7 separate regions of the Mus musculus genome follow, and all the other regions are linked to region 7. A link is a contact called in public ChIA-PET, Hi-C and promoter capture Hi-C data. All regions are on one chromosome and are shown on one strand. Each heading gives the region's core, a stretch centred on a gene start, on an enhancer-like site or on the middle of the called end of the contact. The rest is flanking DNA. Distances are from core to core; before and after follow the strand shown.

Region 1 (2,996 bases), core at 387-2,886, 730 kb before region 7:
TTGGGCCTCCAACTCACTACACAGAACTCCAGAGGGATCCGCCTGTCCGTTCATGCTAACCTTTCACCGACATCTTGTTTTTAAGTTTACAGAAAACGTTAGGGACCTAAAGAAGGTAAGCATCCTGCTAAGTTACTCCCTGGCTTTACACAGGCTTTCTAAAACTTGAGTAAGAGGCATCCTTCCCATCAAAGATTCCAGGAAAACAGCCTCCCCCCTCCGCGGCCACACATACGAATCTATCGCTGACAAAGCCCCTGTAAGCTGGCTTATGTCCTCCCCTCGCGTTCACCATTCTGTAAGTGCATAGAATTATTTAAGAGGAAAAAAATTACTGTGGATAAAAATTGGTTCGGGGCCTTGGAATTGGCCGGTCGTGTTGTGTTTCCTTCCAGGGCCGGCAGGCGGGGCACCAGGCAAGGCTTGGAAGCCGCGCCTCTCTCAACCTCTCCTGGCCACCCTTGCCCAACTTCCCCATAGACACAGCTTCAACTAAAAGTGGCCATTGACCTTTCAAGCTTTTGAGCAGTGGGGCAACAGAACAGTATTTCAAAGAAAAATGGTTATCGAAATTTCGAATCCGGTTTTCCCATGAGTGTTTTTTTTTTGTTTTTGTTTTTCTGTTAAAAAAAAAAAAAGTAGGTCACATTCAAAGTGGGTCACGTTTCAGGAGCCGGCGTGCCTGGATGCCGGCGCGGAGGCTAGGTGGCCTCTTACAGAGTGGGAGGTGAGGGTCCCAATAGGAAAGAAGTACTGGGATCAATACGAACTCCGGGTCCCTGGCTTTGCAAGGATTCACAGAGACAAACGCACCAGGCCTGTGACCCCGCACCCCACCCGGGCACAGGTAAGGGCACCTCCTCTGTAGGGTGGCCAGGGTGGGTCTCCCGAAGGGCAAGCAGGAGTTGAGCTGAGGAGGAAAGGAGAAGCTGGGCAAGGCTGATGCAGGGGACTACCAGTTGGAGCTCCAGGGGGGAGGGATTGAGGGCAGTCTGCGCAGCTTTAAGGAGGCGCTCAGCTCGTCTCTTTCCTGGCCTTCTAGGATGCTGGCGGAGGGGACAGTCTCTGGTTCGCTTCCCGAGGTGCCCGGGAGTGGTAGTCGACCTGGGCAGTGGCGTGCTAGCTCTAGCTCTGTGTGTGTCTTAGAGAGGGAGGGACGGACATCTGAGCCCCGCCCCCTTCCCGCACGCTGGTCCTGCATCCCACATGGAGGAGAGGAGGGTCGCGTCTGGCAGGCGCACAGCGGGGTGGATGGCTGGCCTAAAGGTTCCCTCCTACGTGGAGGGCTGGGGAGAAGAGGGGCTGCTATTCGCGGGACCGAGGTGCTCAGCTGTTGCAGACACAGGGGCAGGTACTGGTGGCTTAATAGGCATTGGCTGGGGACTTCTCCTTGTTCCCGAGCACCCCGAGGTGCAGGGTCAGAGGAGGGCGGAGTCGCAGGCTTCCACCCCGCAGCCACCAGCACCAGCACCCGCACCGGCTCTCTCCACCCGGCTCCCTTGAAGCCTGCGCATTAGCGGCCGGGGCCTCTTTAAAGCGCTGGCGGGGGCTGCGGTCACGTGAGGCGGATTCCTGGAAAGTTCCTGGAAAGCGGCCTCCGCCGCGGCCGGGCGGGGCGCGAGGGGCGGGAGGCGGGGAGCGAGGGAGGCGCGTCGGGCTGGGAAGTCGCGCGCACACTCGGCTCCGGGGACAGACGGTTAACTCTTGCCAAGTCTCGCCGCCTCTGCGGCTCCCGGGCCTTGGGCTTCCCCCCTGAAGCATGAGCCTTTCCTCCCGCAGCCGCCAACGCTGCGCGGGTCTCGGACAGTGCGCGCCGGGACTCCAGGCGCGCGCCCTCAAGATCCCTTGTGCCCGGAGCCCGGAAGCTTGCGGCAGGTACCGCTCGCGAAGCCCGAAGGTTCCGCCCGGGGGGACAGTGGCCGGGAGGGCGGCGGGGTGCGAGCACGGGGGCGGCGGCGGACCGCCTGGGCGTCCGCAGTTTAGGGCGCCCCGGGAGAGTTCAAGTCGGGGCTCTGCCCCATCCGGACTCAACTGCCTCCTCTCTCCCGGGTTCCTTCTCGGTCTCGGGAAATTTTCCGAGCACCCCCACCCCCCAACAACTGCTACCCAAATTTATAATCCTAATAACCTGATCTCCCGCTCCTCCCCGCCAGCCTCCGCCCTTGCTCCCCCACCCCACCCCTTCTCTTTCTCCCATCTCCTCCGCTTCAACTGGAGGGAAACCCGGCACTGGCGAGCAGGGGTGTCAGCCTGGGGCGGAGAGGGGGGGGGGAAGCTAGGCGACGATCCCTGGGATTTTTGTCTGCCTTTGGCGCAGAAAAACTCGGTTGCTTTTACTGAGCGCAGAGCCGATTGCATCCCCAGGCATCTCCTTCCACAAATAAACGTCACCCGGGGAACTCAGACGGACACCCCTCCTTGCCCCCTGGCTCCCCCGCCCCTTGTCCGCTGGGGAGGCTGCCTAGTGCGGAGGCGGCAGTCGCGGCGGTGGAGGTAAGACCTCAGTCCCAGTTGATGGCATGGCCCGCTGCGCTCGCTGTTGCGGGCTCAGCCCCGGCCTCATTTGGAGCTCCGGCGGGGGCTGCACGCTCCGGCCGATTCCTCGACAGCGCCCGCGGCGGCAGCCGCAGGAGCCGCGGTCCGCGTTTTGGAGCGACCGCCGCTGAGCCCCCCATCCTCGTCTGGAGCGTGCTCCAGGAAGCGGCAGGAGTGGGGGTGAGGCCGCCTCCGAGGCAGGGATGCAGCGGCTGGCGCGCCGCTAGCGCACCGCAGCACCCTCGGCTGGCGACCCAGGAGCCCTGCGGCGCTTTAGGGCGTGGAACCAGGTTTTGCCGGATGCATCCTCCCAAGGGCCCTGGGGCTGCTCGAAATGTAAGATGGAAATGCCAAGTGCAGAGAACTGCCCGGTTCTTTGTGTAATGTTTTCCCCCCCACCCCCACCCCCCACTTGCCCATGACAAAGGCCTATCCATCCGGACCCGCAGGTGACTGTTTCC
Region 2 (2,836 bases), core at 173-2,672, 650 kb before region 7:
CTCCTAATCTTCCTCAAACTGTTCCACCAACTTTAAACCAAGTACTCAAATATATAAGACTATGGGGATAATTCTCATTTAAACCATCATAACATTCTTATTCTTACTCCTATTGATAGGGTCTCCCTATGTGGCCCTGGCTGGCCTAAAACTCACAGAGATCTACCTGCTTCTGCCTCCTGCATGTTGGGATTAAAAGCATGTGCCACTATGCCTGGCTAACCACCTATATTATATGCATGTATGAATGTTAAATAAAATATTTATTTTTCAAATGGTATTTTATAAATCATCATATAAACAGAAGTTTCTTCACATATATTTAAGATGATTGAGATGCCAGTGTAAGTCTTTCTCATGGCTATACATTTAATAAACTTATGAATTAGTGGGAAAAGGAAAAAAATACCTGAAGAACAGAGAATGGAAATGACTTGTCCATAATTATATAATCATTATGACAAACATGAAGCCTCTTATAGCCCAGACTCGCCCATAATTATGTAATAATTATGACAAATATGAGGTCCCTGTAGCCTAGGCTAGCACCAGAATCATGATCCTCCAACTTCCATCTCCCAAGTTCTGGGACTTAAGACATGTGCTAGCATGCCAACAAAAATTTGTTTGTTTTTTGTTTGTTTTAAATGTCTTTCCTTTTTACTAAATTTTCTGCTCTCAGAGCTATTGCATTCTAAGTAACTGTAATGGAAATATGAAATTAGCATCCTACATAAACACATAAATTTCTTATTGTTACTGACAGTTTTCTGGAAGGAAGTTGAGCTTCCACTTACTGCAAGTTCAACTTACTATAGTGTTATTTAAACAGGAACATAGACTCAAGCATTCAATGGTTCATTATTTGCCTTTTGACCAGAGTGTACTTTCTCCCACAGTCTTCCAAAGGTCATAGCTTCTAGCAGATGAAATTCATCCACAGATATGAACCCAAAGATACTCGGCTATTTTGAGCCTATTCCAAGTAATTCTTCCTTGTCAATACCTATTCTTTGATAATTTCTGGGATCACAGATTTTTGTTGTTGCTGTTTGCAGGGCTATAAAGTGGAAATTTTTGGTTTCTTTGGAAACTCAGTTGTGTCACATGATATTTTTCTGGAAGCTGTCTGTAAGAGGATGTTTTGCTAAAACAGACTCATGTTGTTTTGCTGGAGTGGACTCTTGAGAGAGACCCTGATGTCTGGAAAGAGTATAAATGGAACCCCACGGATAGTGAAAGGATGCTCTTGCATCACCAGCTGTGCAGCATCTCACTGGCCTTCGCTGGCTGTGCAATGCTTTGCTGGTCTTCGTTGGTCTTCACCTCATAGAGAGAAACACACTGAAGAACTTCTCATGGTACTCCGGCTGACTCTGGCCACTTCTGCAGACTCATGCTTTTTTGGCAGAGCTTTGAGGTCTCTGTTGGACCTTGTCACCACTACTGATTTATGTTTGGTGTTTGCTATTGAACAGGACTACTGGTATCCTGTCAACAAAGAGGGAAATCACCCTAAAGAACTATTTCTAAACAGGCCCACAAACCCCTTTTCCTATCAACCTTGTTTTTCCCTTACCTCTGGTCAGTGGGCTAAAAGGGAGGCTGAAGTGATTAAGAACCCTAAATAAAGTAGGTTTACAGAAAAGTCTAAGCCTACAGGGCACTGCCGTCGTGCCAGTGCAGTCGTGCCAGCTGTATTTGCATAGAAAAGGGAAAGACACAGAATATCCAACATATCCAAACACACTGCGTTAGGCACATTCTCATTTCTGTAATAAATTACCTGACAAAAGCAACTTAAAGAAGAAAGGGTGATTACTACTAATATTCTGTACATATTAATTAATGCTGGAAGCTAATATGGCAGCAAATATTCCCTAACCGGCTAGTTTCCCAAATAACCACACAGAGAGCTTTTAGTATTTCAAAGCTTAGGCCTTAGCTGGGCAGACTCTCAAATAGCTCATCCTAGTTATTAACCCGATCACCTAGTCCCACCCAGTCACGTGGCTAGCTATACCTCCCAGGCCCATAGTCAGTTCCTTCTACCCTCAAGTCTTCTGGAGAAAAGGCCTTCCTCTTTCTTCTTCCCAGAGTTCCTTTCTCCCTCCCAGGAAGTCCCACCTTCCACTTCCTGCCCTGCTAACTGGCCATACATTTTTTTTATGAAAGCCAATTAGAGAATGCCTTAGGTAGGTGAGGAAGGACAACTTTACACAGCGTACGCCAACCAAAGGGTTGCATGAGTATGGTCCATCATGACAGAGAAAGCATGGTGGCAAGAGACTGATGCCTCCTGTCATGATACATCCATAGTCAAAGAGAAGAGAGAGATAAATACTTACACTCAGTTAACTTTCTCCTTTCTATCCAGTTTGAGACGCCAGCCCATGCAGTGTGACCAACCACCATCAGGATATGTGCATTTCCCTTCTAGGTCACACACTTTTCTAGAAACACCCTCATAAACAGACCTACACGTGTGTTTCCATGGTGATTTTAAATCCAGTCTGGTAGATGATGAAGACCACAACATCAAAGACCACCCTCTCTCCAGCTAAGTATCTTTCTTTTGGGAGCCAGTAAGAGCTCCATAGTGACGTCAGCAGCACATACATTAAAAGTACCCATGTTATGGTGAGGGAGTCTGAGAAACAAAGAAAGAGTGACAAGGAAAAGGAAAGATTGTGATCTCCATTTGATATATAAGTAGAATAACTAAGAATGCAAGACTGGGGACTTGAGAGATGGCTCAACAGTTAGGAGCACTTGCTGTTCTTCCAGAGGCCCTGAGGTCTGTTCTGACACTCATGCTAAGGGGCCCACAACTGCC
Region 3 (3,177 bases), core at 261-2,760, 830 kb before region 7:
TCCAGTGCTCGCTGGGCAGTGGTGGCACACGCATGCTTTTAGTCCAAGCACTTGGGAGGCAGAGGCAGGCAGATTTCTGAGTTCCAGGACAGCCAGGGCTACACAGAGAAAAACCAATAAATAAGTAAATAAATAAATAAATAAAACAAATTTAAAAAGGAGATTCCAGTGCTCGTGGAAAATGTATTCTTCCTTTGTAAGAGTTTTTATCCTATGAAAGGGCTTGTTTTTCTAATTCAAGCACCTTTCTGTCAATGACACCCCAGCCTCACAGACATTTGTGACTGCCTGAAGAACTACAGTGTCTCACACCCTTCAAAGAGGCCCTCCACTTACTTTGTACAAATCTCCCCTAAAACTTTGGAAGAGTGGAACAATGCTATAAATATATGTTCAGTGGATTACAGCAAGCAAAGTGAAGCTTCAATTTGAGCACTTAGCTGGCAAACTGGGCAGTGCAAGATTTTTTTAACCAATTTCCTACATTAAAAAAAAAAACAGATGCCAAAAAATGTTAAAAATTTAGTTTTCTTGGGTTATAACACTATGAAGACTTAATGGTGTTATGTAAAGATTTTAGGAAATCAAGATACGAGGTTTATACCCCCGTGGTTCCTTATGTATTTATCAAAATTCAGTATCCCTAAAGAGCCCCAGGGCCGCTCAAATAAGGCGCACAAAAGCTGAGAGGCAAACTGTTTCACAGATCATCCCCATAACCGAGGCCCTTGAGGCCCTTGCCTCGGAGAAGAGAACAGTCTCCAAAGAGTTAGCCAGCCGAAGTACAATCACAGCGCTACCCAGCAGAAACACCGGGAAGCGAACGCGGAAGCCAGGGCAACCGGGCGGCCAGCCCCGGACGTCGCTAGGAGGTGCGGGGCAGCCAGGACCAACCTGTGCTGTCGCCGGCAGAACCCCGTGGCCCTCCCGGAGCGGCCTCTCCCGGCCCGCGGCCCCGCCCGGCTCTCGGGGTCGGTCCATTCATTCCGCACCCGGGACTGCCGCAGCCCCGAGCCCCTGCGGAGGAAGAGAAGGGAGCTCCGGGGCAGAGCGGCCGGCCACGGGCCACCACCCGCGCCCAGAGTCCAGGCCACGCCGCGATTCCCGCCCCGCGGAGGAACAGAAGCCGCCGAGGCCCGCACCGGTCCCGCGCCAGAGCCCGAAGCCCGCAGCCCCGCCCTCTCCCGGGCAGCCGCCAGGGCCTCCCCGGCCGCGGCCGCACCGCCCGGGCGTCCCGCTTGTCCGGCGTTCAGAGGCGGCCGGAAGTCTCCCCGGCGCCCCCTCCTCAGCGCCCGACTTCCTCGCCGCCGAGGCCGGACCCTTCTCCGCGATGCCTTAGAGAGGCCTCTCGGAGGCTGCGGAGGGAAGCGGACGGCCGCGCGGCCCGGCGCGCCGGAGCAGAGCCAGTGGCCCGAAGCCCGCCTGGGCGGTTACCTTGATGATCCTGCGGGGCAGCCCGGCCATCTTGTCAGATCCCGAGTTCGGCCTCTGCTCTTGTCTCCGGCTCCGCTCTCCTCACGCTCGAGTGGAAGTCCCGGGCTCCACTTCCGGGGAACGTCGCCGCGCCCGCCTGTCGCTACCTCCGCCGAGGCCCCTCGGGAAATGTAGTCCCTGCTAGGACGCGGGCTTCCGACAGCCTTCCCTCCGACCTGGTGGCCCCCTCCCCCGCGCTCCCCGCCCCAACCCCAGCCGGGGGTGGCGGAAGTGACGCTCCGCGGCGGGGCAGGGACTTGGGGGGAGGCGGCGCGAGGCGGCGCCGAGCTTCTTGGCCCGTGGCAGAATCGGCAACACTGGGCGGCCGGCGTCCACGAGCGAGCGCTGTACGTGCGACCACGCCTGCGTCGGGGGGCGACGTAACAAAGGCCCGGCCCCCGACGCAGCCCATTCATTCATTCGTTCCGTTTGTTCATTCAGCGTGTCCGCAGTGCGCGTGGCGGGCTGGCGCTGCAGCGGTTCCCTGCGGACAGGGCAGGCGGGTCGCGCGCTCCTCCTCGGTGGCGAACAGGCCGGAAGTCAATACCAAAGCTTCTAACTGGGAATAACGCTGCTTGCCAAGGACCACACACACACCCGCGACAAAAAAAATTTTTTCTAAACGTTTAAATTTCACATAAAAAAGGGGGCCTCTCTGGCGCTCCCCAAAAGAGAGTTCGGAACAAGGGAGGAGGCAAAAGGCACGGCCTCTAAACGCCTGGATCCTGCAGGATATTTAATCTTTGTGGTTGTTGGTTTTCCTGAGAAAGGGCTCCCTATGTAACCAAGTCTGGCCTGGTGCTCTCTATTCTGTACGCACCGAGCTGACTTGGAACTCGTGATTCTCCTGCCTCTGCCCCCTGAGTAGAGCTAGGCTTGTGCCACCACTTAAGGTTGAGCCTAGCAATCGAGATTTACGTGCTAACTAGAAGAAGGATCTGATTAGAGTGTAAGGGTCCATGCATGATTCGCTGAAGAATGATACCCCAGACCCAAACGGTATGTAAACGCAGAGAGGGCTTTATTCTGCAGAAGTCCAGCTTGCTAGGGTCTCTCATTCCAAGATGGAGACCTGGAAGTGAGCTCACAGTTCAGATTTAAAGCACATTAGGGGTGTGGTGGGGACATGAGTGGCTGAAAACTGTTGCTGAGGAAGTCTGGAAACTACTGCTGACCCACTGTCCTTGCTTCAGGCCAGGTGGTGGGGCAGCTTCTGAGGCCTGGACTTGCCTAGTTCTTAGAAACAGGGATTTAGGCCTCGTCTTCTGAATTGCCAATTTGAAGTCAGCCTAGCCTTCTCAAGGGGATAGAAAAGCCTGTAATCCCCAAAGGCGTTGGATTACTCATAGAATGAGGGCCCTAAAAGTGGAGGTGTCTCACAAGGATCGCTGGGTGTTTCCATTTCTTTTCATGTTGCTGTGGTAAAACACCCTCCAAAAGCAACTTAAAGGAAAAGGGTTAATTTTAGCCCCAAGTTGCATCACAGGGAGACAATCCCAGCTGGTCACATCAAATTCATAATCAGAAATAGAGTTGGGAGGCAGAGGCAGGCAGATTTCTGAGTTTGAAGCCCGCCTAGTCTACAGAGTGAGTTCCAGGACAACCAGGGCTACACAGAGAAACCCTGTCTCAGAAAAAAAAAAAAAAAAGAAACAGAGAGCAATGAATCTTACATGTTAGTGTTCAGCTTTCTTCATTTTTCCT
Region 4 (3,199 bases), core at 38-2,537, 580 kb before region 7:
CTGGGGAGGTAATTTTGTCCGCCTGAGGGTTTTACAATAGGTTCTGTTGTTCTTATGCGTAGGCAAAGACATGTCTTTTTGTTTAGAGGATTTTGAAATGTGTTCCTCCACCCAGAGCACCCAAGCCCAGGCTAAGCACAGAATCCTTTTATAACTACAGGTTATGATCTGATTCACTAGAAACAAGGGCCGGTGTTAAAAACAGAGCCTAAGGATCTTGAGCCCCTCTGTAAGGATTACCAAAAGAAACCAGTGAAATGTATCAAGGAAGGAAGCTACAGTCAAAACTGTATTTCTTCTTTAAAATTCTTAAGGCTCATAGGAAGCTTTGCATCTGATTCTCAGCTACCAAAAATAATTTGTGTGTGGAAGATGCCTCAGAAATGGAATATACTTAGGCGCCCACGGCTGACTGCTTTTCAGATGTGTGGTTATCAGTTGTAGCTTGAATTTAGAGAGTACGAGATGATGCAGACAGGGTTCCTGGGGGGTTAGTTTGTTACTTTCTGAGATAGTTATTTTCTGAGATTCTGATGAGAAGCCTGACAGAATGCCTTCAACCTCTGTGACTCCCAGGAAATGCTGTTAGCTTTATTCTGGTTTCATAGTTTTGGTCAAGGTAGATTCCAGAATAAAACAGACATTTTCTTCTTAGTAAAAAGGGGACGAGGCATCCTATTCCTAGGCTCGGAACTAAGGCAAGTCTTGCGCTTACCCTACTCTGTTGCATTCTCGGGTTATCAGATTTGCAAGTCGGAGTTGGGGAAAGTTTCTATCGGGACTCAAGCAACTCAGCCTCCAGTCCTTGCTAATACCAACAACCCGAAGGCAGTTTTCTACCACCTGGGAAAGAAAAAAAAATCTTTCTAAAAGATGGCACACGGCTTGCTTTCCTGTGCACTTTCAGCAGGTCTAGAGCTGCATCTGGCCGAGTCGGGTAATCCAATCTATTTTAACGCAAAGATTTTCCGAGAAGGCAGGAAACCAGCAAGGGGGAAGGCTTTCAGGCATCTGCTGTTTCGTTTCCAGATCCCTTGTGTTAATTTAATGTTTCTAGGGAACCCGGGGTTTTTTCTCGGAATCTCTTCTCTAGGAACTGGTGTGTGCCGCGATAAGGCTAAGACTAAGGGGGCTGCAGCCGGAGGCAGCGTCCCCGCTCCAGGGTGCAGACTTTCCCCGCCGCCACCGCCACCGCCACTGCCACCGCGAGGGTGACAGCACCCTTCGAAGAGTGAGTGTTTGCCTGTGTGCAATTAGGAAAGGCAACCCCGTGAAGCGATCGACATGCCCTCACCCCATCAAAACCAGGGCAACTCGACTCTGTTGAGGAAACAAACTCCATTCCATCCCAAGCCGGAGTGAAACGTGAGCTTTGCACAAACACTGGCACTGCTTCGGGAATACCGGGAAACTCGCCTTTCTTCCAGCGGCCTCCGCAGAGCTTTGCCCAGACAGCAGTACTAGCTTGCTGGGGGTTTTAGTGTGTGAGATGAGTTTTGGTTCCGTGCTTGCAGCCAGGTGTTAGCACTGGTGTGTGTTGGGCCCTATCAGCCCTATGACCAACAGCCGGCCTGGCCTCTCCAGCGTCTCCTCTCCCGCCATGGACCTGAAGCCTCACTCAAACCTCGCTTCTGCAAAGGCGTCCTGTAGACAAAAGCCTGCCCTTAAAAATTTTAAAGACTGTATGCTATTCCTGTTTAGACTCACGCAATGGGGATAATCCATGCTGCCCTGAAAATAGGGTTGAGAACTAAGATGGAGTGAGTTCACGTGGCCCTTTAATAGTAGAAACAGAACCGGAACTCCGATAAACCCAGCATTCTGTTACTGAGTTACAGAACTATTCTACAGAATCCTAGAGGTGGACCAGAGTGTTGTCCTCTTGTCATCCCCCCCCCCCCTATGACATTCTAGCAATCTGGCTGTTTCTGATTGCTGTGGTTGTGATTGCACACAATTCCATCGCTGGAAAACTCTAATGATTGCACTGTTGTTTCGAACACTAACTGGAATTCTCTGAGAAACTGTTCTTTAAACAATGAAAGGCTAAAATTACTCTTTTCCGCATATTTTTAATTGGTGTGGATGTATTTGAAAATCATGATAAAAATGAGCTTTCTATTGTGTTCACATTTAGGTTCCAGTCCAGGCTGTGTGTGCTATGAATTATTGGGAACAATCTTTGGTTTCTAGGTAGTGCTTTGAGGTTATGTAATGAAATGTTATATTGTAATATTTTAACATTTTAAATGATTTGACACTTAATATTTATTATTTTTTTTTATGTGCTTTGGTATTTGACCTGCATGTATGTCTGTGTGAAGGTGTCAGATCCCCTGGAATTGGAGTTATAGATACTTGTTAACTGCTATATGGATGCTGGGAATTGAACCTGTTTCCTCTGAAAAAACAGCCAGTGCTTTTAACAATGGAGCCATCTCTCCAGCTCTCCTCCTCCTATTATTATTATTATTATTATTATTATTACTATTACTAATGTGTGCTCCAGAGGACAACTTCTGAACAGTTGCTACCTTCTTTGATACAGGGTCTCTCATTGGCCTGGTGCTCATGGATTAGGCTAGCAAGCGCCAGGATACCTTGTCTCTGTCTCCCAGGAACGGCATTCCAAGCCTAGGCCACTGTCCTGACATTTTGTGTGGTTCTGAAGATCTGTTTCAGGGCTTCATGCTTATAAGCAGCAGTTCCCAACGTGTGGGTCCAGATCTCTTTGGGAGCCGAAAGGGCCTTTCACAGGGGTCACAGGTCAGATACCCTGAATGTTGCATATTTATATTACAATTCATAGCAGCTGCAAAACTACAGCTATGAAGTAGCAATGAAATAATCTTACAGTTGGGGGGAGGTCACCACAGCATGAGGAACTGTCTGAAAGGGTCGCAGCATTAGGGAGGTTGCGAGCCACTGTTTATAAGGCAAGCTCTCTATTGAGAGAGCAATCTTCCTGGTCATATCTTGATCTTTATAGTATCCAAAAAAAAATTATTTTTCTGTGTAACTGAGTTAAGTTGGAATCACTAAGTAAAGATAAGTGAGTTTAAGAAAGTCTTAAACTGTTTTCTTTACCCTCTGTATTAGTTTTCTATCTTGCATAACAAGTTCCCTCCCAGGTTACTTACTGGCTTTTAGCAATACACACTCTCTTCCACCTCTTGCTGTGAGGTAGAAATTGGGGCGG
Region 5 (3,027 bases), core at 46-2,545, 880 kb before region 7:
TGCCAGAGCCTGGCACACCGGAGGCCTTCCAGGAATGAAAAACAAAACGGATGTGGCTGTCTAAACAGTTCTGTGGGAAGTGAAGCTCCTGTAGGTTAGGAGTTCGGGTTTTGAAATAGGGTCTCATGTAGACCAGTCTAGTCTCACCAGTTCTAAATGGCAGGGAATGGCCTTGAATTCCGAATCCTTCTGTTTTGGGCTCTCAAGTGCTGGGATCACATACCTGGGATTCCACACCTGATTTGGATTAGGGGTTTTCTTGAATTCCAGTGATGTCAGGTCTCCTACTTTTTTTCTTTTTCTTTCTTTTCTTTCTTTCTTTCTTTCTTTCTTTCTTTCTTTCTTTTTTTTTTTTTTTTTTTTGGTTTATGGTTTTAGGTTTTCGAGACAGAGTTTCCTCTGTATAGCCCTGGCTGTCCTGGAACTCACTCTGTAGACCAGGTTGGCCTTGAACTCAGAAATCTGCCTGCCTCTGGCTCCCAAGTGCTGGGATTAAAGGCGTGCACCACCACTGCCCACCGGTCTCCTACTTTCTATCTTGGCTCTTCAATAGCACTGAAATATTGGGAGTTGTTCCAAGTGCCTAAAACTGTAAGCTTCCAGACAACAAACATCCCACTGATTTACTGCTATGGCCTTACTTAGAATGAGATACACACAGAATAACAGCCATAACCAGTGTTCATGAATGCACTCTGGAGGGTCAGCGGAGGTGGGGATGCCACAACACAGACAACTGGCTATAGTCCACTTCAAAGCCTCAGCTGACTCTTCAAGAGCACATAAAAGCACTCTCATCGAAACAGAGGAAGTGGGGAGAGGGAGAAGGAAGGGGAGAGGAGAGAGAGAACTCAATGAATTTAACCTTCCTAGCCTTCACAAGCAATGCTAACCGCGATGCTTCAGTAGTCCTGCCATGGCTCCGGGGACCTTGGCTCCAGGACCCAGTACTGGGGTCCGTCCCTAAAGGGAACTCTATCGGACCTCTAAAACGGAGAACGAGGAGGTCTCTGCTCGCTTCCCTTCCCTGGCCTTGTACAAAGCGCACCCCCCCCCCCAAAAAAAAAAGGCCTCTGGAGCACTCGCCCGCGGGCAGGGCAGAGCTGGCGGAGCCCTAGACTTAGGCCTCGAGCCCCGCCCCCCGGCTGGTCGAAGCCGCGCCCCCAGCTCCCCACCCTACCCCCGCCCGGCAACGGTCCTGGCGCGCAGGCGCACTGGCGCGCCCAAAGGAGGGAGCGCGCCGGCGCGCGCGCGCGGGAGCCCCGCTTAAATGCGGGCGAAGGGGGCGGCGCGCATCCTCGGCGTCTCTGCCCGGTCTGCACCGTCGCTTCCAACTGTCTCCGCGTGGCACGAGCCACGAGCCGCGCTCTTCCCCCGGCGGCGGCGGCGGCGGCGGGTGCAAGCAAGGAGTGGCTGCGAGCGGCGGCGGGCTCCATGGAGAGCGGCGGGCGCCGGAGCAGAGGCGGCGCTTCCACCGCTGCGCCCGGACTGCAGTGACCCGCGTTCCGCCCCGCGTCCCGGCGGCCGCCCGGCCTCGCCGTCCGTGTCCGTGCCGCCGCCGCCGCCCGTCCCACCGGCGCCCGAGCATCGCGACTTCCTTCGGCCCGACTCCCCGGCGGGGTGGCGGCGGCCGGGTCCCCACGGTGGCGGCCGGAGCAGCGGCTGCAGGAGCCCGGCTCTAGGATGAAGTTCAAGCCCAACCAGACGCGGACGTACGACCGCGAGGGCTTCAAGAAGAGGGCGGCCTGCCTGTGCTTCCGCAGCGAGCAGGAGGACGAGGTAAGCGCGGGGACAAAGGCTGGCGACCGGGCTTCATCCCGCACCCCCCTGCACCGCCCGGGCCTGCGGGTCACCGGCAACCCCCACGCCCGGAGCTGGAGATCGGCCTCCGGGGTTCGCCAGCCTGCCTTTTAGACCTCCCATTAGGTCGCAAGCTGTTGGCTTCATTACGTAGATACCTCCTTTTGCAAAGCGGACTCCGCTTTTAAAGTTTTTCTGACGACCGAAAGATGGCCAGCGAGAGATGTGGAATGACGCCAGAAGGGACAAGATAGGCCAGGAACGGGGCGAAGTTGCCCTTTTCAGCCCGGCCATCTCTCGCTCTTCTGGTTTCTCAAGGCTGTTCTGCGGTGTGACTTGACATCTGGGAAGGAGCGGCGTGTGATTTTACCCGACCCTTCGCCCTGCTTTGGACGGATAGGGACCTTTGGAGTAATCTCTGGGAGAGCCTATTTTATTTCACTTCAGTTCTATTCGGTTTTAAAATGATTCCGTTTTCATCCTGCTCTGGATAGTTCAGTCACTTGGTAGCTGGGGGAAATCTTGTAGCGCTGCCACGCCTAAAATGAACTGATAGAGGAAAAAAAGTTAGCGTTCTGAGTTCTGCTTCTGTAGCCGCGTCCAGGGAAGCACCAAGCATAAAACTGGAGATGGGATCTAATGGCTTCCTTATTGCTAGCCCCTGAAGTTATGATAAGTATGACAGCGTACACTCAGTGGTGGTTAACAGATAGCCGCGTGCTTGAAAGTTAGGATCTTTAAACCGCTTTTGCTTTTTATTTATTTATTTTAAAGGTTGATTTGAAAGCTTCTAAGTGTTAAACCCAAATCCCGAAGGAACTTCTAGAGAAAGGTCTTTGAGCTGAGTCTACTTAGAAGAGAACGGAATATAGGACCTTTTAAAAGTGCACAAAGGACAAAAAAGGCCAACAAGCCTTAAATGCAGTCTATCATGGGGTGGGGGGAGTCTTTGAAGGAGGTGCCGTGCTAGGGCAAGGCAAACTAAGTATAAAAACATGTAATAGCGAATAGTGACCCAGGATCCAGTCTGACCTGTTCACTGCTCTATCGGATTTTTAGCTGAGCGTTTACAATGAGTTAGGTGCAACCCGGGAGTGTTACATTTAATCCTTTTAGCACTTGGAGGTAGTACTGGTCCGCCCTGTTTTATAGGTGAGAAGACGGCTTTGAGCAGAAATTCTTTGTCCAGATGACAGAATTAGGTAGCAATCATAGTTAGGGATGTAG
Region 6 (3,067 bases), core at 531-3,030, 700 kb before region 7:
CTGGGTTAGCCAATGCCATGGCTTTAGGATAAGCCTTTTGGTCTAGTGTGGCCAGGTGCCTTTCTGTTATCTTAGTGATTTCTGGTTCTTGATTCTTTAGTATGAACGTAAGAACTAACTTGCCAGATACCACAGGGGAAACTGTAGATGTTAACTGTAGTTTCAATGCGGTTGTATTTACTGGAAAGTATTGCCCATGTTGTGTCTTGTCATTTACCTCTCTGTGTTGTGGGTCGATCTAACTTGACTCCATCTCAGTCACCCTTTGTTATGCCTGTCTGCGAATTCCCCACAGTTTTACTGCTATTATTAATGGACACTTTTTAAAAGTTATGCCCTTAGTTATCTGTATGTACATGATAATACATAATAATGTCACTGTTAATTTGGCGATATTAATTTTTATCTAGGTACCTTGCTGAACTCTTAAATGGTTCTAAGAGTTCACACGAGGAGTCTGGATTTAAAGAAACACGATGAACAGTTTTATTGTAAGTTCCCCGCAAACTTTTGAATCTGAGCTTCCATTTACTGTTTTGTATATATGCAGGGTTAAAAAAAATAAACATGGATACCCATTCTTGGTACATTATAAAGTATCTTTATTCATTAACTTTTTTTCCCCCTTCCCTTCTCCCTTTTGCTCTGGCCCCACTCGCTCTGGGCCCCCGCATTAACTTTATTATTATTATTATTATTATTATTACTAACTCTCATTCCTTCTTCTATTAATTGTCATGGAAAATTTAAAAGTTGACAACGAAAATTTTAAATATGTAATAAAAATTTAAATCTTTGAAAAATTAGGAACCTCACATTGCTGATGACCTAATTAGCATGTGGCTTTCTAGTCACGTGAGTGTGTGACTGTGGACTGAGACACAGGACAACTTATAAATCTAGGGATACAATAAGAAAGAATAATAAGGGGGCTGGAGAGATGGCTCAGCGGTTAAGAGCACTGACTGCTCTGCTCTTCCGAAGATCCTGAGTTCAAATCCCAGCAACCACATGGTGGCTCACAACCATCTGTAATGAGATCTGGCGCCCTCCTCTGGTGTGTCTGAAGACAGCTACAGTGTACTTACATGTAATAAATAAATAAATTATAAAAAAATCTTTAAAAAAAAAGAAAGAATGATAAGAATACTGCTAGCACATCTATGCATGTGTGTGTGTGCATGCGCTTGCACACACACACCATTTGTTAATATGTAAAATCATGTGAGATATATGTTATTGACATGAAGAAAACATGAAAATGAAAAATCAAATTTGGGAAGTTACTCTATATTTTGAGTAACTATGGGCGCTTCTGATTGTCTACTGGTCATGCCCATGAATCTATTCCTAACTAGAGTCTCAGGATAGATGATAGGCCTGTAAGAGATCGTGGAGGGATTATTTCAGGGAATGGACATCTCTGATAGATGCTCAGTTCCCAGGACAGCGTAGGCCCCCACCAGATCTTTAATCTGGAAACTAGGAACAGGCTTCCCTAACAAGGTGTGAGCAGCGGTGACAGTGAGGAGAGGAGCCCATGAAATCTGGAGGCCCATACTACTCATAGCCAGGGTGTCAGCCAGTCCTCTCATTGAAACAGGAAACGTCTAACACTAGCTCCTCCTGAAGGGAGTCTCTCAAGGGCCTGGCTGGTCGCATTGGAGGGGCTTGTGTTTCCACGGGTGTTCAAACTTCGTTGGAGTGAGGTCCAGGATGTGGTCTGAACCAAGAGGCTCTCGCCAGGCTCTTTGGTTCTCCACCACTGAATCTACTTGGTCGAAGACCCGAGTCATAGCTCTTCTCCCAAGCTATGCAAATAAACAGTGTGTCCTATTTTTAGGACGTCATTGCTAACAAAAATAGCTCGAAACCCAGACATTTGAATGTCAGCAGACTTCAGCTTTAAGACGCTATCCTGTGGCAGCCATGCCGGGCGATGCTGACATTTTCTCGGGGGTCGTTGTTTGATCTTCCAGCATACTCACTGTTGTCGTTTCTGTTTCCATTTAGGAAAACCAAGGCTCGGAAATGTTAGGTGACCCGCCCCAAGTCAGCCTTTCACAAGCAGAGCCCAGGGTGCTCTGTGAGTCACCAGCCGGACATCACAGCTCTCGATTTCGAACATATTTCCTTCCCACCTCGCCACATTCCATCTTGACACTGGTAACGGGATGTTGTTATTACATGGGACTCGGTCCAGTTTCCTGAAAGGAATTTAGTTGCTACATTAGATTCGAGTTACATAATCAGGAAATCACTTATCCTTCTTAGCGTCTTATTTGCTTTATTAAAAAAGCCATTGGAGGGGCTGGAAAGACGGTTCCGCAGTCAAGAGCACTGGCTGCTCTTCCAGAGGACCAGGCTTAATTCCCAACGCTCACATGACAGCCCACACCTGTCTGTAAATCCAGTTCCAGGGGATCTGACACCCTCACATAGACATACACCCTCACGTAGGCAAAACACCAGTGCACATAAAGTAAAAAACAGTTATATATATATATATTTTTTTTTTTTTTTAAAAAAGAAACCCATTTGTAAAGAAAGAGAAAGTGGAAAGGAAAGAAGAAGGAAAAGAAAAGAAGAGTAGGAGAAGAAGAAGAGGAGGCATCAAATTTCTGTTCATTAAGCTCATTTCATTGCGTTCTTTTTTACAGAGAGACTCAAGACATTTTTTCCAACATAGCATCATCTGTGGCAATTGCTTGGCAATTTAAAGGGCTCCCAGGAACTGCATGGAACAGTCTTAGGACATGCAATCAAACCCATCAGACTCTGGGCAAGCTCCACCAGAAGAGAGGCTGCCTGCCCCTCGCCGATTGCTTTAACCCAAGTTAAAACCAAGCTTGGGATCCCATGCTTGCTGAGATGATTGACGGCTGTCATAGGAGAAACTACATCTGGGAAATTTCTCGCCAGGATCTACTGATCTCACGTCGATGGAATATGGAGAACAAATGTTGGTTTGGTTTGCCAAGCAAAAGCACAGCGAGCACCCAGCATCCCTGTGAATGTAACACACATAGTTTCAGTTTGGCATCTCTCCGCTGGAGTGTGGTACTGT
Region 7 (2,914 bases), core at 214-2,713:
ATTGCTATAATCTTTTTATTTAAGAATATTATTAAATACAGATTGCATACTTTATCTCATTAGAAAAGAAATACTCAAAGAGAAATACCCAGCATACTCCGGAATATGTAACAACCAAAAAGAACTCAAATCCATTTACAACTCTCCATAGTCTTGTGTGACAACAAAAACAATCAAAGTGTTCTAATAATTCTAGATAAAATTTATTTGAAATCTGACTACAAAAGGCAACAAATGTAGCCACCTATAAACTAAAAGCATAAATCTGAAGAGCTCCAACTCGCTCCAAACTCAGATTAACAGGCCACATTTACTTATGTTCTAGTTGAATATTAGACTTGTTTACGGTGATGTTGCTTGGTAACAGAAGCACGGCTTTAACAACCTACTCGGTACTTTAAATCTCAGTTTAGTACTTTATACTAACAGCCTGAACATATTATGAATTCACTACATATTTAAAAAAAAATCATCAGAACAAATTTAGCCTGATCCTCAACATGTTCGAGAAGAAAGTGGTCTGATAATTAGAAGGTAAGCAAAGACTTAAAGACACTTAAATGCCCTCTAGGGCATTTTTAAAAAGCCAAGAGTCTTTTTATCATAGTCAGAAACTGGACTAAGAACTTGCCAAAGTACCAAGCCCAAAATACACTTCCCACAGTTCAGACCTTACCTCAGCAACATCCGCAAACCTCACTGCTATGACTACCTTTAAGGACAAGGAAAATGATGACAGCGTGGCTTTTCCCCCACCAATTAACCTAGAGGTGCTTTACACTAACCCCATGACTCCGCTGGCTACCGTGCCGCAGTGCACCAAAGAGCCCCGAAAGGAGTTTCACGTGCTTTAAAAAAGAAAAAGAAAAGAAAAACCTTGCATCCAGAACTCATCTCAGGGCCTGCCTTCCTAACACCGGCTAACACTGCTTCACCAGGAAACAAAACCCGGGTCCAAGGGCGGGCGCGGAGTGCCGCAGGCTTCCAAGCAGACGCCCAGCACGCCTAAAAAGAAGAGAGGTGACTTACCAAACTCACACACGGTCCCCGCTGCTCGCCCCAGCACAGCAGCCGCGCTCGCCACCGGGAGCCCCCGGCACAGCTCCAACCACCGCCACCCACTCCGCTCTGCTCTCCCAGGCATTGGGGCCGAGGGCTCGGGACGGTCCCACCGGCTGGGGTGTGGGGCCCGGAGCGGTCCAAGCGGCCGCTGCCGCCGCGGGGCTGGAGGCGAACCGAGGAGCCGGACGGTCCGCGAGGGCACCCACGCCTCGGGAAAGGTTGAGGTAGCCCGGGAAACTCGGAGGGCTGAGAGGGCGGCGGCTGCAAGGCCGGCTCCTCCTCCGCGGCCCGCCCTCCTCGGCCGACACGCCGCCCCCTCAGCCCGCCGTCCGCCACTCCCGAGCGGACCGCGCGCGTCCCGAGCCCCGGCGAGGCGCGAGGCAGGAAGTCCCGCCTCCCCGTCCTACGTCATCAGCACCGCGCGCCGCCCAAGGTCCGAGCCGTTGGTGAGAGGAGCGGGCTGACGGTTACGCGGGTAGCTGTTGCCGCTGTGGGGGAAAAAAAAAAGTGAGGATGCCACTCTGGGACGTCCCTGTGGGCCGCACCGAAGCCCGCGAGCCCGGGGAACGGCAGATGTCACCTCACGCCCGACTCCCGGTGGGCTGAGGGACTCTGTGCCCTTGTCACACTTCCTTCTCGGAGGGCTTGGACGGTGCTCTTCGCCGCCACCTCTGTTCCCGCCCGCCTTGTCATCGTGCCTGCTGGGCGGATTTTCCGGGCTCTGGCACCCAGTCAGCCTGTGAGTGCGGAGTCGCCCCCAGCTTGCCACCAGGGAAGTCAGGTCAGGACCTCCTTCCTGCCCCAGGCCCATCCTGTAGGCCCGCCTGCTCTTAGGGGTAATATAACAGGGTGGGCTCCTGGTCTCCAGGCTGCAAACTAAATTGACACTTGGTGACAGCTTTGATAATATTTGTGACCTAAAAGCTAAGGTAAATTAGGCTTTTCGCGTTTCAGGGTGGGCGATGGGAGAAACATGCATCCCGTCTATACCCATGCTTGCTGAGTGCCTCCATACTGTGGCCTTGGATCGCCACAGTGCATTATGAAGCACAGCTTATCTTCACCTCTCATGAACATGCAGGAGATGACTAGATCCGGGCTCTGGGTAGAGTGGTAACTGAGCTGTCACCATTTTTTCTAGAAATGAGGGTGCATACTATTATGGGTAGGTTATATAAAGGAGGTATGTGGGAGACACATTCACGATCAGAATAGAGAAAGCAGAAGTCCTGTGTGTGTGAGAGACATTGACAGTAACAATTTGCTGAACAGTCCTATATCAAGTGCCGCAGCATTTTTATAGATTATCTTAATCCCTAGTTCTGTAAATTCAATTAGGCGTTACGGATTCCCCAGATCCTGAAATCAAATCAAATCATTTGTAACCAGTGGAAATATCCGTTAAAAAAATAAAATAAATTAAATAAAATAGAATCACTGGAAAGTGAGGAGAAGACTGGAGAGATGACTAACAACTGAAGAAAAACTTTATTTCTCAGAGAAGAGTAAATGCTAGATGAACATTTAAACCGTTAAAAATAGGAGAAAATCCGCAGTGGTGAGATGTCTCAGTGTTTAGAAGTGCTTGCTGCTTTCCCAAAGGACCCATATTAAGGTCCCTGAAGCCAGGTCCTGCTGCTCAAATTGGCCTGTAACTACAGCTCTCAGGATCTGATGCCTTTGGCCTCTGAGAACATCTGCACCAACTCACATAAAGACACAGATTAGTATAAATAGCAATATTTTTAAATAGAAAATCAAGGTGTATATATTAATAACCATTTGTCTTAGTGAGGGTTTCTATTCCTGGACAAAACATCACGACCAAGAAGCAAGTTGGGGAGGAAAGGGT

The links. Promoter capture Hi-C pulls out the DNA fragments that hold promoters and counts their contacts. A called contact is a pair of places that touch in the nucleus more often than the background predicts. ChIA-PET counts read pairs in DNA pulled down with a chosen protein or histone mark. Capture Hi-C pulls out chosen DNA fragments and counts their contacts.
Region 1: a contact with region 7 is called in a promoter capture Hi-C map of adipose tissue. The contact joins the promoter of Socs2 here to the promoter of Cep83os in region 7. A contact is called at or near these places in 9 of 39 promoter capture datasets (the 3T3-L1 cell line, HPC-7-derived erythroid cells, embryonic stem cells and 5 more), 4 of 484 Hi-C or Micro-C datasets (LSK cells, embryonic stem cells, palatal mesenchyme and 1 more), 8 of 115 datasets of contacts at active chromatin or transcription factors (astrocytes, embryonic basal ganglia, embryonic forebrain and 5 more) and 4 of 9 other capture datasets (adipose tissue, embryonic stem cells, liver and 1 more).
Region 2: a promoter capture Hi-C map of liver shows a contact between it and region 7, with 2.8 times the contacts expected there. The contact joins the enhancer-like site here to the promoter of Cep83os in region 7. A contact is called at or near these places in 4 of 39 promoter capture datasets (hematopoietic stem and progenitor cells, hippocampal neurons and liver), 1 of 484 Hi-C or Micro-C datasets (embryonic stem cells), 2 of 115 datasets of contacts at active chromatin or transcription factors (the 230-238 cell line and acute myeloid leukemia) and 1 of 9 other capture datasets (macrophages).
Region 3: a contact with region 7 is called in a promoter capture Hi-C map of pre-B cells, with 7 times the contacts expected there. The contact joins the promoter of Ube2n here to the promoter of Cep83os in region 7. A contact is called at or near these places in 6 of 39 promoter capture datasets (3T3-L1-derived adipocytes, the C10 cell line, hematopoietic stem and progenitor cells and 3 more), 1 of 15 datasets of contacts at CTCF or cohesin (the NIH/3T3 cell line), 5 of 484 Hi-C or Micro-C datasets (B cells, CD8 T cells, the G1E-ER4 cell line and 2 more), 16 of 115 datasets of contacts at active chromatin or transcription factors (the 230-238 cell line, acute myeloid leukemia, astrocytes and 11 more) and 3 of 9 other capture datasets (adipose tissue, liver and macrophages).
Region 4: a contact with region 7 is called in a promoter capture Hi-C map of embryonic stem cells, with 1.9 times the contacts expected there. The contact joins the enhancer-like site here to the promoter of Cep83os in region 7. A contact is called at or near these places in 2 of 39 promoter capture datasets (embryonic stem cells and pre-B cells), 4 of 115 datasets of contacts at active chromatin or transcription factors (embryonic stem cells, forebrain, memory CD8 T cells and 1 more) and 2 of 9 other capture datasets (adipose tissue and liver).
Region 5: a contact with region 7 is called in an RNA polymerase II ChIA-PET map of memory CD8 T cells, with 5 read pairs. The contact joins the promoter of Nudt4 here to the promoter of Cep83os in region 7. A contact is called at or near these places in 1 of 39 promoter capture datasets (pre-B cells) and 2 of 115 datasets of contacts at active chromatin or transcription factors (large pre-B cells and memory CD8 T cells).
Region 6: a contact with region 7 is called in a Hi-C map of B cells, with 14 read pairs. The contact joins the enhancer-like site here to the promoter of Cep83os in region 7. A contact is called at or near these places in 1 of 39 promoter capture datasets (embryonic stem cells), 1 of 484 Hi-C or Micro-C datasets (B cells), 1 of 115 datasets of contacts at active chromatin or transcription factors (embryonic limb bud) and 1 of 9 other capture datasets (liver).

What each region holds. Positions count from the first base shown.
Region 1 is chr10:95,415,497-95,418,492 of GRCm38.p6, reverse strand. Socs2 (suppressor of cytokine signaling 2) reads left to right here and starts at 1,636. Exons shown (of 3, transcript NM_007706.4): 1 at 1,636-1,875. It overlaps 5730420D15Rik (RIKEN cDNA 5730420D15 gene), which reads right to left and starts at 1,118. Exons shown (of 5, transcript NR_045339.1): 1 at 814-1,118.
Region 2 is chr10:95,339,462-95,342,297 of GRCm38.p6, reverse strand. All of the region lies in intron 1 of 2310039L15Rik (RIKEN cDNA 2310039L15 gene), which reads right to left. Among named protein-coding and RNA genes, the nearest start is that of 2310039L15Rik, 4.6 kb to the right of the region's middle. Within about 2 kb of position 1,422, at least 1 of the 459 cell types and tissues checked has an H3K27ac peak or open chromatin away from gene starts, as enhancers often do. A contact at or near this core is called in liver, where this site is marked.
Region 3 is chr10:95,513,495-95,516,671 of GRCm38.p6, reverse strand. Ube2n (ubiquitin-conjugating enzyme E2N) reads right to left here and starts at 1,510. Exons shown (of 4, transcript NM_080560.3): 1 at 1,435-1,510. The coding sequence starts at 1,464. Gm46239 (a long non-coding RNA gene) reads left to right here and starts at 2,416. Exons shown (of 2, transcript XR_001779843.2): 1 at 2,416-2,472.
Region 4 is chr10:95,262,924-95,266,122 of GRCm38.p6, reverse strand. The region is part of intron 2 of Cradd (CASP2 and RIPK1 domain containing adaptor with death domain); the gene reads left to right. Among named protein-coding and RNA genes, the nearest start is that of Cradd, 59 kb to the left of the region's middle. Within about 2 kb of position 1,287, at least 160 of the 459 cell types and tissues checked have an H3K27ac peak or open chromatin away from gene starts, as enhancers often do. A contact at or near this core is called in adipose tissue, embryonic stem cells, forebrain and 4 more, where this site is marked.
Region 5 is chr10:95,562,414-95,565,440 of GRCm38.p6, reverse strand. Nudt4 (nudix (nucleoside diphosphate linked moiety X)-type motif 4) reads left to right here and starts at 1,295. Exons shown (of 5, transcript NM_027722.5): 1 at 1,295-1,779. The coding sequence starts at 1,684.
Region 6 is chr10:95,387,989-95,391,055 of GRCm38.p6, reverse strand. It overlaps a transcript of Socs2 not described here. Among named protein-coding and RNA genes, the nearest start is that of Gm33230, 25 kb to the left of the region's middle. Within about 2 kb of position 1,780, at least 97 of the 459 cell types and tissues checked have an H3K27ac peak or open chromatin away from gene starts, as enhancers often do. A contact at or near this core is called in B cells and liver, where this site is marked.
Region 7 is chr10:94,687,162-94,690,075 of GRCm38.p6, reverse strand. Cep83os (centrosomal protein 83, opposite strand) reads left to right here and starts at 1,463. Exons shown (of 3, transcript NR_015524.1): 1 at 1,463-1,843. It overlaps Cep83 (centrosomal protein 83), which reads right to left and starts at 1,286. Exons shown (of 16, transcript NM_029852.2): 1 at 1,030-1,286.